2 separate regions of the Mus musculus genome follow, and region 2 is linked to region 1. A link is a contact called in public promoter capture Hi-C data. All regions are on one chromosome and are shown on one strand. Each heading gives the region's core, a stretch centred on a gene start, on an enhancer-like site or on the middle of the called end of the contact. The rest is flanking DNA. Distances are from core to core; before and after follow the strand shown.

Region 1 (5,811 bases), core at 546-3,045:
GTATAAAACAACATCTCTATACAAAGAAAGTTGATTTGTTACATGTGTCTTTAATTTAATGTGCTCACACGTAGCATATATGTAGTGTGCATTTTCAGATATCTTTTAAAATTCATTGTCACATAGGAAGAAATCCTATGACATACTGAGTTTATATTTAAAGTATAAGCTCTATTTTTCAGGATGCTCTTAAATTATTAGTACAACTTAGTAACAACAAACTTCTTATAGAACAGAGATGTGCCGATTACATACCCAATTAGAGGAATATCTAGTACTTTAATTACATACCCAAATAGAGGAATATCTAGGACTTTATTTCCTACAGAAATAAAGATGTGATCAGACATGTCTTCATTTTTATTAGGATGATATTCCACCATTGCTGTCATCTGAAGGCCAGAAGCAAGCTCCTTATCCAGACTGGTCAACAACAATTTGAACTTTTGTGGAAAAAAGATGAAGTCAACACTATTAGTTCCTTATAAGGAATGATTAGATGCAACTATAGCTATGGAGTGTGCATTACTATCAAGCATAGATCTTATCCCCACTTAGCTTTAAAAAAAAAAACTTTTTAAAACTTCAAACTGAAAAAAAACTTTAAACTAATAAATGATAATTGTATATATTTGTGAGGAATGATGATTAGGACTGTATTAAAAATGCCCTTTTTATCTTAGTACTTTATAAATGGATTATGGCACAAACCTTTCCATTAATGCCTCAATTAATAATTCCTTGAGGAATCAAGAACTTTATGTATCTACATGGTAATTAACAATAATACTTCAATTTTTTTTTCTCCTAGGGTTTCAAGACAATTTCAGAATCATGAAGACATGCATACAGAATTGGAATTCTTACAAGTAGGTAGTAACCATCATTGTATGCATAATGCTTCATAATTCTGTAACTTTTTGTCAATTAAAAATAAAAACGGGAATGAGGCCTTTCTAAACACAATATGAAGAATCATATTTTCTATCAGCTTTGCCGTACCTAGTCTCTCCCCTATTCCTTGAACTTGAAGCAGAGGTGTTTCTCCAATCCCTCCCTTTCTCCCTCCTTCCTTTCCTCTGTCTCCCACTTTTCATCATTATTTCTCCTCCACCTCCATCTCCCTGCCCTTTCCTCTTCCTTCTTCCCTCCCTCTTTCCCTTCCTCTCTTTCTCCCTCTTTCTCTCCCTTCCTTCCATTCCTCCTCCTGTCTCCTCTCACTCCCTCTTTCCCTGCCTTTCTCCGTTCCTCTCAGTCTTCCTCCCTCTCTCTCCTTTACAGTCCCTCTGAGTTTCTCTCCTCTATCTCCCTGTCTCTGCCCCACTCTTTACACCTTCACACATTTCTTCCTCCTTCTCCCTTCCCTCCACCCCCCACCCCCACCCCACCCCCACCCCCACCCCCGCTTCCCGTCAGCAAATACAATCCTTCCTCCAGTTCCTCAGAGGCATAGATTTTGATATTTGGCCAAAGGAATGCTCAAGTGCTCAAGTGAGGAGGCTACCAGGAAGCTTTCAGTACCCTTAAAGTGTCACCTGTGGCTTCGATGGCTCTTGAAACCTGATCTTCTGGTTCCAACGGCCCAAATTGTGTACAGTAAGAGGGAGGCGGTATACTTTCCCAGATACTGCATCCTGGAACTTCAGCACCAGGGGATTTACCCGCAGCTGAACTTCCTTCTTAAGGGTATCTATATCCCGAGGGGCTACTGAGCCCCGCTCTGCATCCATTACAGCCCTCTAAAGAGCCAGCAACCAGGTGCGGACTTGACCAACTCCCGACTGGCGAGAGACAACAGATGTAGCTAGGTAACAAGCACTAGGAACCAACGGTTGGAATCCCACGTGCGCGTGGGCGGGACCATTCGCGCTGTCCTCAGCCTTCTTCACCCAGAAGTCTCCAGTGCTTGTCCCGCCCCGACCAGGCCCCCCACGTGGATCTGCCGCTTGCTCCATCTACAAGGGAAATTATGCTACCCTCACATCAGACCTTAAAACCCTCTCCTCTGTCCCTGACCCTGCAACAGAAGCTTGCGCATGCGCAGTAGTAGTAACCCCGCCCCTTCAATGGTATGACCCAAGGCCTTAAGGTGGCAGTTGGAACAGAACTAAGAACTGGGTGGCAAGTGTCAACAAAACAATTTGAAAATAATTTACACCAGCCTCAAATACAGACATGGCCTGGCAGGGTTTCAAAGTGGCATTTGGTATAATGGGCACTTTCCAGGATTTTCTTTTAGGGCAAGCTTAGTGAAAATGATGTGCTTATTAAGGCAGCCACATTTGACTGAAATGAAGGGTTTTAATAAGGAGGATAGTGTCAGTGGCCGCTAGGCCAGCATTTCTGTGTTTTTTGTAAGGTCAAACTATTGGATTAATATAAAATTTATCAATAGAGATGAGTAAATAAACAAGTCTATCCATGGTATGCAATAAGTTCTTTGTGACTTTAATGAAAATATTTTGCTTTCTTTTTTCTCACAATTCTAAGGAATAGATCTACTTACTGTCTTAAGCATGCAAGCATTCTACCACTGAGTGACATTCTCAAACTCTATATAATTAAAATTTAAAGAAATGAAATACACACACCTCATATAAAGGCAATCCTATGATTTATTATTCCATAATCTGCAATATCTGGAGCATTGCCCAAGAATCTGCACGTGCAGGATTCCCAGAGGATTTCAATCATGGTGTTCAGTGGCCTATACTCTGATTATAGAGGCTTTAGAAATGGTATTAGCTATTTGATGAGTAATTTTTGAAGTTATTGTTTAAGTATAAAGTATAAAGTCAACTTGCTCATTTATTGGAATTGTTGTTGTCAGTTGCAACAGGAAGGTAGTTGGCCATCCTCATCCCTTAGCCTCCAGAATGGTATGGTTTAATAGGCCTGAGCTACCAGACTCCACTAATACTTAGTGAGAATTTAAAGTTTTGAAAACACTCTGTAAAACAGTTTTGAAAATGTTTATTAAGCAAGTCACAAAACTGCCATGCAATTTACAAGTTGTATTCATGGGCATTTATTCTAGAGAAATACAACTTTTTACATATAAAACTTCAGTATTGCAAATATGAATTTTATTTCTATTAATCAAATCCTGAAATAATCCAATGAAAATAACTCAGTGATGAATAAAAAAAATCTATAATACATACATCCTAAAATACTGCTCCACAATGAGAATCAATGATAGATGTAAAATCCTAGTGACACACTGAGTACTAGAAATTGTCAAAGTATAAAAGAGCCACAGACCTTAGTATGCCTGGAGAGTTTAGCACAGCTGTCTCCATGATGAAACCAGGCTGTAAAACTCAGCACAGAAACAGCAGCACCTGCCAAAACTAAAACAAAGACAAAATAATCCATCAAAATCCATAGTTATGGGAAAGTCTCTAAATGTCCTAGCCTCGCTTTTTGGCTTCTGTTGTTCTGCTTCTGGCTAAATGAACTTATTAACTGAAGTATGACAATCACAAATATGGTTTTTGTGCTTAAAAGCTTATGCTGAGAAAGGCTTGGGGCTACATTAGATCCTGACCCCCTAGTGTAGTCCCTAGTTACTAATAAAGACTATTAGCTTAAAACCATGTCCAAGCAGTTGTCTCTTCTGATAAATATCCTACAGCATTTGTGGAGGTCCCACCAAGATCTGATATATCCCAACTCCAAAGACTAAGAGATAGGTTCAAGAGTTCTTAAGTGTAGCTGGATATTGCTGCCTACGAATAGCAGTTTGTGGAAATAATGAGGCCTCTATAAGCCAGCACAAAGAGGGACCCTAGACCCCTAATCTGGATTGAGACTAAATGAAAGACAAAGGGTGTTTTAACCAAAAATTTGGGGCCATGGAAATGCCCTGTAACATACCTGTCCAAATGATTGGACCCTGTAGCCACAGGATGGCCCACTTGTCTAAGAGTTATGGTAGCTGCTGCTTGTTTAACAAAAGAAAACAAACAAGTAAACTCTGGGTCATGATCTCATGTTCATATCACTCCACAACAAGGTTAAGGTCCTGGGAGGAGCGCCAAAATGCTGGCTGTCTAATGACTGTGTATCACAGTAAAAGGCCTTACCCCAGGCTAACCTCAAGTCTGGTTTTAGAAGCCCTCCACCATAAATTGGGCTTCCTTCTTACCTGATGACTGAGGTGCTCATCCATGACTGTCATGAGATGAAATATGAAAGCAGTGACTTTAACTAAAGTAATGAGTAAAACAGTAGTGACTTTAACTAAATGCATACTTTTTTTGTAGGTGTTTCCCACCTGGACGAAAACTGCTCACATAGTAGCTAACAAGCTCCTCCAGGGACTGGTCCCCTTATTTGCCATCCCCCTAGCAATGAAGTCTGACAATGGCCCAGTTTTAATAGCCTAAATGTCTCAACTAATAGCTAAAGCTTTAGACATAGACTGAAAACTTCACTGTGCATATAGATCTCAGAGTACTGGGCAGGTTACAAACAAACAAACCACACACACACACACACACACACACACACACACACACACACACACACACACAAGACATTTAAAGAAAGTCTAACAAAACTCATTAGAGTCCAGCAATGGATGAATAAGCCTCTTTCTTTTGCTTTGCTTTGGCCTGCTACACCCCATATAGAGAGGAATTTACCCACTATGAGATAATGTTTGGAAGACTTATCCCACTGCTTTCTAGGCTCAGAGACCAGCGGCTGGGAGAACTCTCTAACCATTTTATTCTCAAGTCACTAAAGGCACTTTAATCCCCCATAAAGGCTATTCGTTGGACTATGCAAGATATCCAGCCAATCTTCAATTCCATCACCAGTTTCTCCTTGTTCTGATCCAGTGATACTGTGTTTGGCATGTAACAAAAGGGTCACTGAATCCAAATGAAAAAGACTCTACACAGTGATTCTATCCACTACTGTGGTTGTTAAAGCATAGCTGGTATTACACCATGGATGAACCACACCCACATCAAGAAAATGGAAGCCACAGATGTTGCTAAATGGTCTGTCTCTCGACTAAGGACCTATTAATATTAAGGCTTCATTTGGCACCCAGACCCTTCCACTCCTTGCCCCTCTACCTCATTTTTTTTTTTAGTTTTACATCAACGATTTATTTATAACTCTTTGGCCCTGTGTCAAAACATAGTTAGATGGGATCCCAATCCTCTATGTCTCTTTCATAAAATATCACATGTACATGCTATATTCATGGCATTATCCTGATTGGACCAAGTGATAAGGATGCCACAACTACTTTGAACTCATTGACAGTACATATGCACATTAAAGGATGGGAAATAAGTCAAAAAAAAAAAAAATCAAGGTAGAAGTAAAATACAATAGTGTGGGACATGCAGAGATATTCCTTCTAAAGTCGAGGATATGTTATTCCACCTGGATACTCCCTTCACTAAGAATGGAACAGCACATTTAGTGAGCCTATTTGAATTCTAAGGACAGGTAGCACATTCCTCACTTGGGTATGTCACTCCAGCCCATAAAAACAAGTGAATTGTAATGATGATAGCTTTGAGTGAGTTCTTGGAACAGGAGAAGTCTCTTCTACAGACCCACGCTGCTGTGGAGGCTATTCTGCTATATGATCCAGCAAACTCCACATTACTTGAGATGTTACTGGCAGGTAGCAATGCTTTTTAAAGCCTTTTGCAGTCCTCTATTGGTGAATCACAGACAACAGCTTTGGGATTTTGGAGGAAGGCTTTACTATCATCTTCATACAACTCTTCTCCCTTGCAAAAATAACTCTTGTCCTGTTCCTGGATCTTAGTGAAAACTGAA
Region 2 (5,401 bases), core at 2,377-4,876, 1.6 Mb after region 1:
AAGTTCCCTTTTGTCAAATGACTGTAGCTTGTTTCAAGATGACATAAAACTAGCCAGTGTGGGACCTGACCTTGTAATTGACTTCAGAGTCTATAGAGAGATTGCTTTCTACCTTTACTTTGCTATTCAGTACACACACTTCATTTGCTTGAGCCCTTATACCAGCGAAACAGAGTTACTGACTTTTAACTGACAAAAATTTTCCCCAGAAACAGGAGTGATTAGACAGTACAACATCTTAGGCTGTATTTAAGTGAACAAAACATCTGGACTTTTTGTGATATGCTAGTGCTAGACCAATAAAGCCATCCCTTCTAACAGATTGTTCTTTGGTCTCAAGAAAATTTGAAACAAGTGTCACTGAATATCTGTGGTTCTTCCCAGAACTTCTCACCTTACCCCGTACCCTAAACCTCTCAAGCTCAGTGGCTAGGCTTGCCTCAGCTTCTGATTCCTATAGAAACTCAACCTTTCTCTTGGTCCATGCACTTTTTTGACTCCTGACTGACTTTGCTCCTGGAACTCTTTTAGCCTGCTTTCCCCGCCCCCCCCCCCCTTTCCCTAACTTGCTCTCCTCTGATTTCTCTCATGACCAAGTTTAATCTGTTGTCTATGTTCAGCCTGTACTCTTCTAGATACCTCTGGTTGTTCTCCCCCTCATATCTACAACAACACTTTCCCTCAGCCTTACCTTGTCCTCATTTTTCATTCACTTGCAAGTCAGTTTTCATGAGGTAGGAGTTCTTCCTTCACAGTTCACTGTGATCAATCTTCATCCATTTCTATCCTATTTTGTACAACAGACACTGTGCATATAATATATAATATATACATATATGATAGCCCATAAAATATATGTGTATATGCATGTATTTTTGGAGTCATGGAAAGACATATACATACACACATGTGTCTGTGTAATTCAGTTGTCATGTCTTCCCTTCATTTCCAGTCAGGTATCTTTTTTGGATATCTTTAATTTGTCATTTTTTTATGGTAAGTTTTGGTCTACCATTTCTTCAGTGAAGTTTTGAGATGATAAAACACAAGTTTTCAGATGCATGAAGGATAGTATTTTGTTTGTTCCATAAGTTACACAAGACAATGATGAATCTCTGATTATTCACAATGAAATAAATCAAATCTATAATTCACCACAAAATAGTTTCAAATAGAACTTTTGACCACATGAGTTTACTAATATATTATTTAAAATAAATAGTATTTTTTTTTTGTTTGAAGCCCTTATATATTTTACAGGTGAACACTGAGGATTGTTGATCCTCACTATGCCATGCAAACTTTATAAATGCAGGTAGAAGAATCAGAGTATTTTAGCAGAATTTGGCCTTTTGTTGTTAGAGGTAGTTTACTTTTCTACTTTTTGGAGATAACAGATTTGGTTTTTTTGAAATAGTGCAAAGTAGCTCCAGCAAGCAGTCGAAAACAATACAGAACAAATACAGTAAGTGTGGAGGTTGGTGTAGGAGTGTTGTAGAATGAATAATAAGCATGATGAATAAGGAAAATGTTAGTTGAGTCAGAAAAGTTAGTTGTTAGAATTTGGAGGGTGAAACAATGTCATTATAACCTGGAGTATGCTTAGGAAAATTTCCTAAAGATTATTTTTGGATTATAAATCTGCAAGTGTAAATCTGAGCAAAAGGAAATGTCACAGCCCTAGTCACCAGAGTTCATTCTTCAGGTTTGGAAATTTTCAGTGTTTTATAAGGATCTGTTTTAGCAAGGTATGGGGCACTTAGTACTCTAACCCTGCATCAAAGAAGCATTTGGAAGACCTAGGTAAAGGAAGGAGCTCCTTAAAAAGAATAAAAAATAAAAAATGGGTATTTTATTATTTGTTTACATTTCAAATGTTATCCCTTTCCTGGTTTCCCTTCTGAAAACAGCCTATCCCATCCCCTCTCACCCTGCTTCTGTGAGGGTGTTCACCCACCCACCCATCCACCCACTCCTGCCTCACCACCTGCCCTAGCATTCCTCTACACTGGAAGAAACAATTTTGAGTGTGTTCCTTGCTTGTTTTTGGTGCCTCCTGAAGAAATTAACCTGATAATGGTTGAAGAGTAAAAAAATAGCCAGCTCTCCTATTTATAGTTTTAAGAAAACTTTGGGTTTCATTCTACTTGGGGCTTCTTCTTTTTCTCAGATCACCTGATACTACTTTGATTGCTTCTTCCACTCCAAGTGTTCTTGTCAAAATGTGCTATGCCTGTGCAAAGAGGATGTTAGAAGAGAATGAGTGTTAAGGACCCCCTTATCCCTGCACAGAAAGTATGAGAGCCATTAAGGTTGAGGTATTATGTCAGGGGTGAGAAGCACGCCAAGGGGCATTCTTCAGGTCAGTGTCCTCATTTTTGACTTTCACACTAAGTTATTGAAAAGGTAAATGATCTGGAAACACTCTTAGACAATGATCTGAACATTAAATTGCTTTTTCTTTTTCTTTTAGGCAAGAGGGAAAGTAGTTGAAAAAAAAAAAAAAGGCATGAAACAACTCCCATCCCCAATCACTTTGAATTGACAATTACAAACCACAAATCCAGTTTCAAGGGGTGTGCAGTTCTCATAAATCAGCCAAAAGCGTGAAGCCCCTCCTCAAGAACCAAGGCAATGCCCTTTGAAGAGTCCTTGTGTAAGTCAATTTAATGAAAAATCTATGTAGATGCATTAGTTCCATTCAGGATCCTTATATCACAGCTTCTTATCTCAGGCCCTGTAGTAGAGTTTGTGGAAGAACAGGGAAATGTAGTAGAGCTTGTGGAAGAACAGGGAAAGCTTATCACCGAGGGTAGGAATTCAGATCTAGCTGAACACAGTGAAGAGAAATTTAGGGATTTTAGCCAAATTATAAAGGACAGAACAGCAGAGTTGCAAATAGGGCTAGCTTTATGCTTGTCTTTTTTTTTTTTTTTTTTTTTTTTTTCTGAGACAGGGTTTCTCTGTGTAGCCCTGGCTGACCTGGAACTCACTCTGTAGACCAAGCTGGCCTCGAACTCAGAAATCCGCCTGCCTCTGTCTCCCATGTGCTGGGATTAAAGGCGTGAGCCACCAATGCCTGGCTAGCTTCATGTTTACACTTTGTGAAATCTCTCATTCATTTTATCTCTCTCTTGCCCTTCAGAGGAGAGCAAAGGCTGTTTTCAGATTGAGAACTGACTTAATTTGGAGCTGGAAGGTAGGGATGGAAGGGTGTCTCCAGGGCTCGTCCTGGGTTCAGAGTGGGAAGTGTTACTTTTCCCCTCCTTCCACAACCTCATTCCGGATGTGAATTGATTAGCAAGAGGGTAGAACATCGCCCTGTGTGGAACCCATCTTTTCTCCAAAGGCCACAGCCTAGGAAGCCACATCAAGAAGAGAACTAGAAAAATGGTCAGTCCCTGTTCCCTAGGAAAGGAAAAGCCACGTGACCCGGAGACAGGGCGAGGGAGCGACCCCGGAGCAACCGCGGTCCGGCTGGCTGCAGAGAAGAATTGCTGCGCGCAGTGACCAAGGGATTAGTGGCGAGACCGGCGGGAGCCAGAGCCTTCCGCCGTCCGGGTGCAGACCCTCAGTCTCTCTCCTAAGGCGCCGCCTCCCGCAGCCTGGGGCGGGGCTGGGGCGGAGCCAGGTTGGCCGCGCCAGGGAGGAGCAGGCGCGGGCGCGGGCGCGGGCTGATCGCTTGCTGAAGATTCTCTCTGCGTTTGCTGTCGCTGCAGCAGCGGACGACCTCCTTAGGGCCAGGCGTCCCAGCTAGGCAAGTCCAGTTGACCACTCGGTGTGCTTAACTGAGACCCAAGGTACGACTTCTTGGCGCGGTTAGCGCCGCTTTCCTGTTCGGGAGGTCCCGCTCCAGGCTCTTCGGACCCTCCTGGCGTCCTCGTTTGCGTCGGGAAGGGCGGCAGCGGCGCCCGGGCATGGCTTCGGCTGGCAGCGGCATGGAAGAGGTGCGAGTGTCGGTGCTGACCCCGCTCAAGCTGGTCGGGCTGGTGTGCATCTTCTTGGCGCTGTGTCTGGATCTGGGAGCTGTTCTGAGCCCGGCCTGGGTCACCGCGGACCACCAGTACTACCTGTCCCTGTGGGAGTCCTGCCGGAAACCCGCCAACCTGGATATCTGGCATTGCGAATCCACTCTCGGCAGCGGTGAGCGCCCCCACCCCACCTCCGGTGCCGCGCCCCTTGCTCCCGCGTGGCCATCCTGGGCTCCTCCGCTGCCACCGCCTCTCTGGGAGCCACCTCCCCCACTTTCCTTCGCTCCCCTCCCTGCCTCCTTGCCCTACCTTCTCGGCCCTTGGACCCCAGGACCCTCTTGCATGTGCCCCTCTCTCGAAGGGGTCCGGGTAGGCAAGACTCCAGAGACCTCCTACGCCCTCTACTCCTCCCTTGCTCATCCCTCCAGTTTTGGAGTAACACGTCTGCTATTTTGGGCAATTGTTATCATTGAGGGCGAGAACCATGTGGCTGTGTAAAAGACGCAATGCCTTCCACACCCCCGTTAGAAAAGAAATGGGTAAAACGCTCCAAATCTGTGTGGGTTCTCTGTTCCAACCCTCTAAGAGAAATTTGCCCAAGTTTTCCTGAAGGCCCACATTTCCCCCTATTCTATTTCACTTTACCTGGTGTATTGGCTAGGAACCCTGACTAAGACACCTGGCTTTTCCCGAGTGAATTTTCGTGTGTGTGTGTGTGTGTGTGTGTGTGTGTGTGTGTGTGTGTGTGTGTGTATTTCCCCTTTAAATTTTGGGGAGGGATACCGAGAGTCAGGAGAGACTGATGAATTTTCTTTCCTTTTTTGGCGACACCATTGTTGCTTCTGAGTTTCCTTTCTTTCACTCCCACAGTAAGAAACTCCCCTTTCTTCCACTCCGTTTTCTCTGAGCTAGTTACTCACAGTTGCCTGGAAAGTTCTGCTTCATTCAGCAAGCAGTGAAAATTGTGTGCGGATGGGAAACGGGGTAGAGTAGGCGGTAGCCATTGTGGCTACTAGCTCAAAGGGACTTTGTGGCTTTATTCTCTTCCTGATCCTCTAGTTTTTGTTTTTGTTTTGTTTTGTTTTTAACCCCATTTCCAGAGTCCCATTCCTAAGAATTTGCCAACTTCCAATTTCTTGCTGAAAACTATTGCTACTTGAATTCTGTTTCTTCAGCTGCTGCTGTGTGCACAGATTAAGGAATGTAAAAGGGAGGCTCTGCTGGGTGCTTTTTTTTTTTTTTTTTCTTTTTAATGCTGGCGCGCGCTAACACACACACACACACACACACACACACACACACACACACACACACACGCACAAGCTCACGCTCACACTCACACACTGACCTGAGAAACTCATTAAATCCCTTCTTGATAGTTTCAAGTCTTTTCTGAAACAATTTTTTTAAGCTTTGCTGGAAACGTTTCA

What was found. Promoter capture Hi-C pulls out the DNA fragments that hold promoters and counts their contacts.
Region 2: a contact with region 1 is called in a promoter capture Hi-C map of hippocampal neurons, with 8 times the contacts expected there. The contact joins the promoter of Tmem47 here to the promoter of Cfap47 in region 1. A contact is called at or near these places in 4 of 39 promoter capture datasets (cranial neural crest, hippocampal neurons, liver and 1 more) and 1 of 115 datasets of contacts at active chromatin or transcription factors (astrocytes).

What each region holds. Positions count from the first base shown.
Region 1 is chrX:79,515,556-79,521,366 of GRCm38.p6, forward strand. It overlaps Cfap47 (cilia and flagella associated protein 47), which reads right to left and starts at 1,796. Exons shown (of 65, transcript NM_001368718.2): 1 at 1,536-1,796; 2 at 292-443. The coding sequence starts at 1,730.
Region 2 is chrX:81,067,018-81,072,418 of GRCm38.p6, forward strand. Tmem47 (transmembrane protein 47) reads left to right here and starts at 3,627. Exons shown (of 3, transcript NM_138751.2): 1 at 3,627-4,143. The coding sequence starts at 3,918.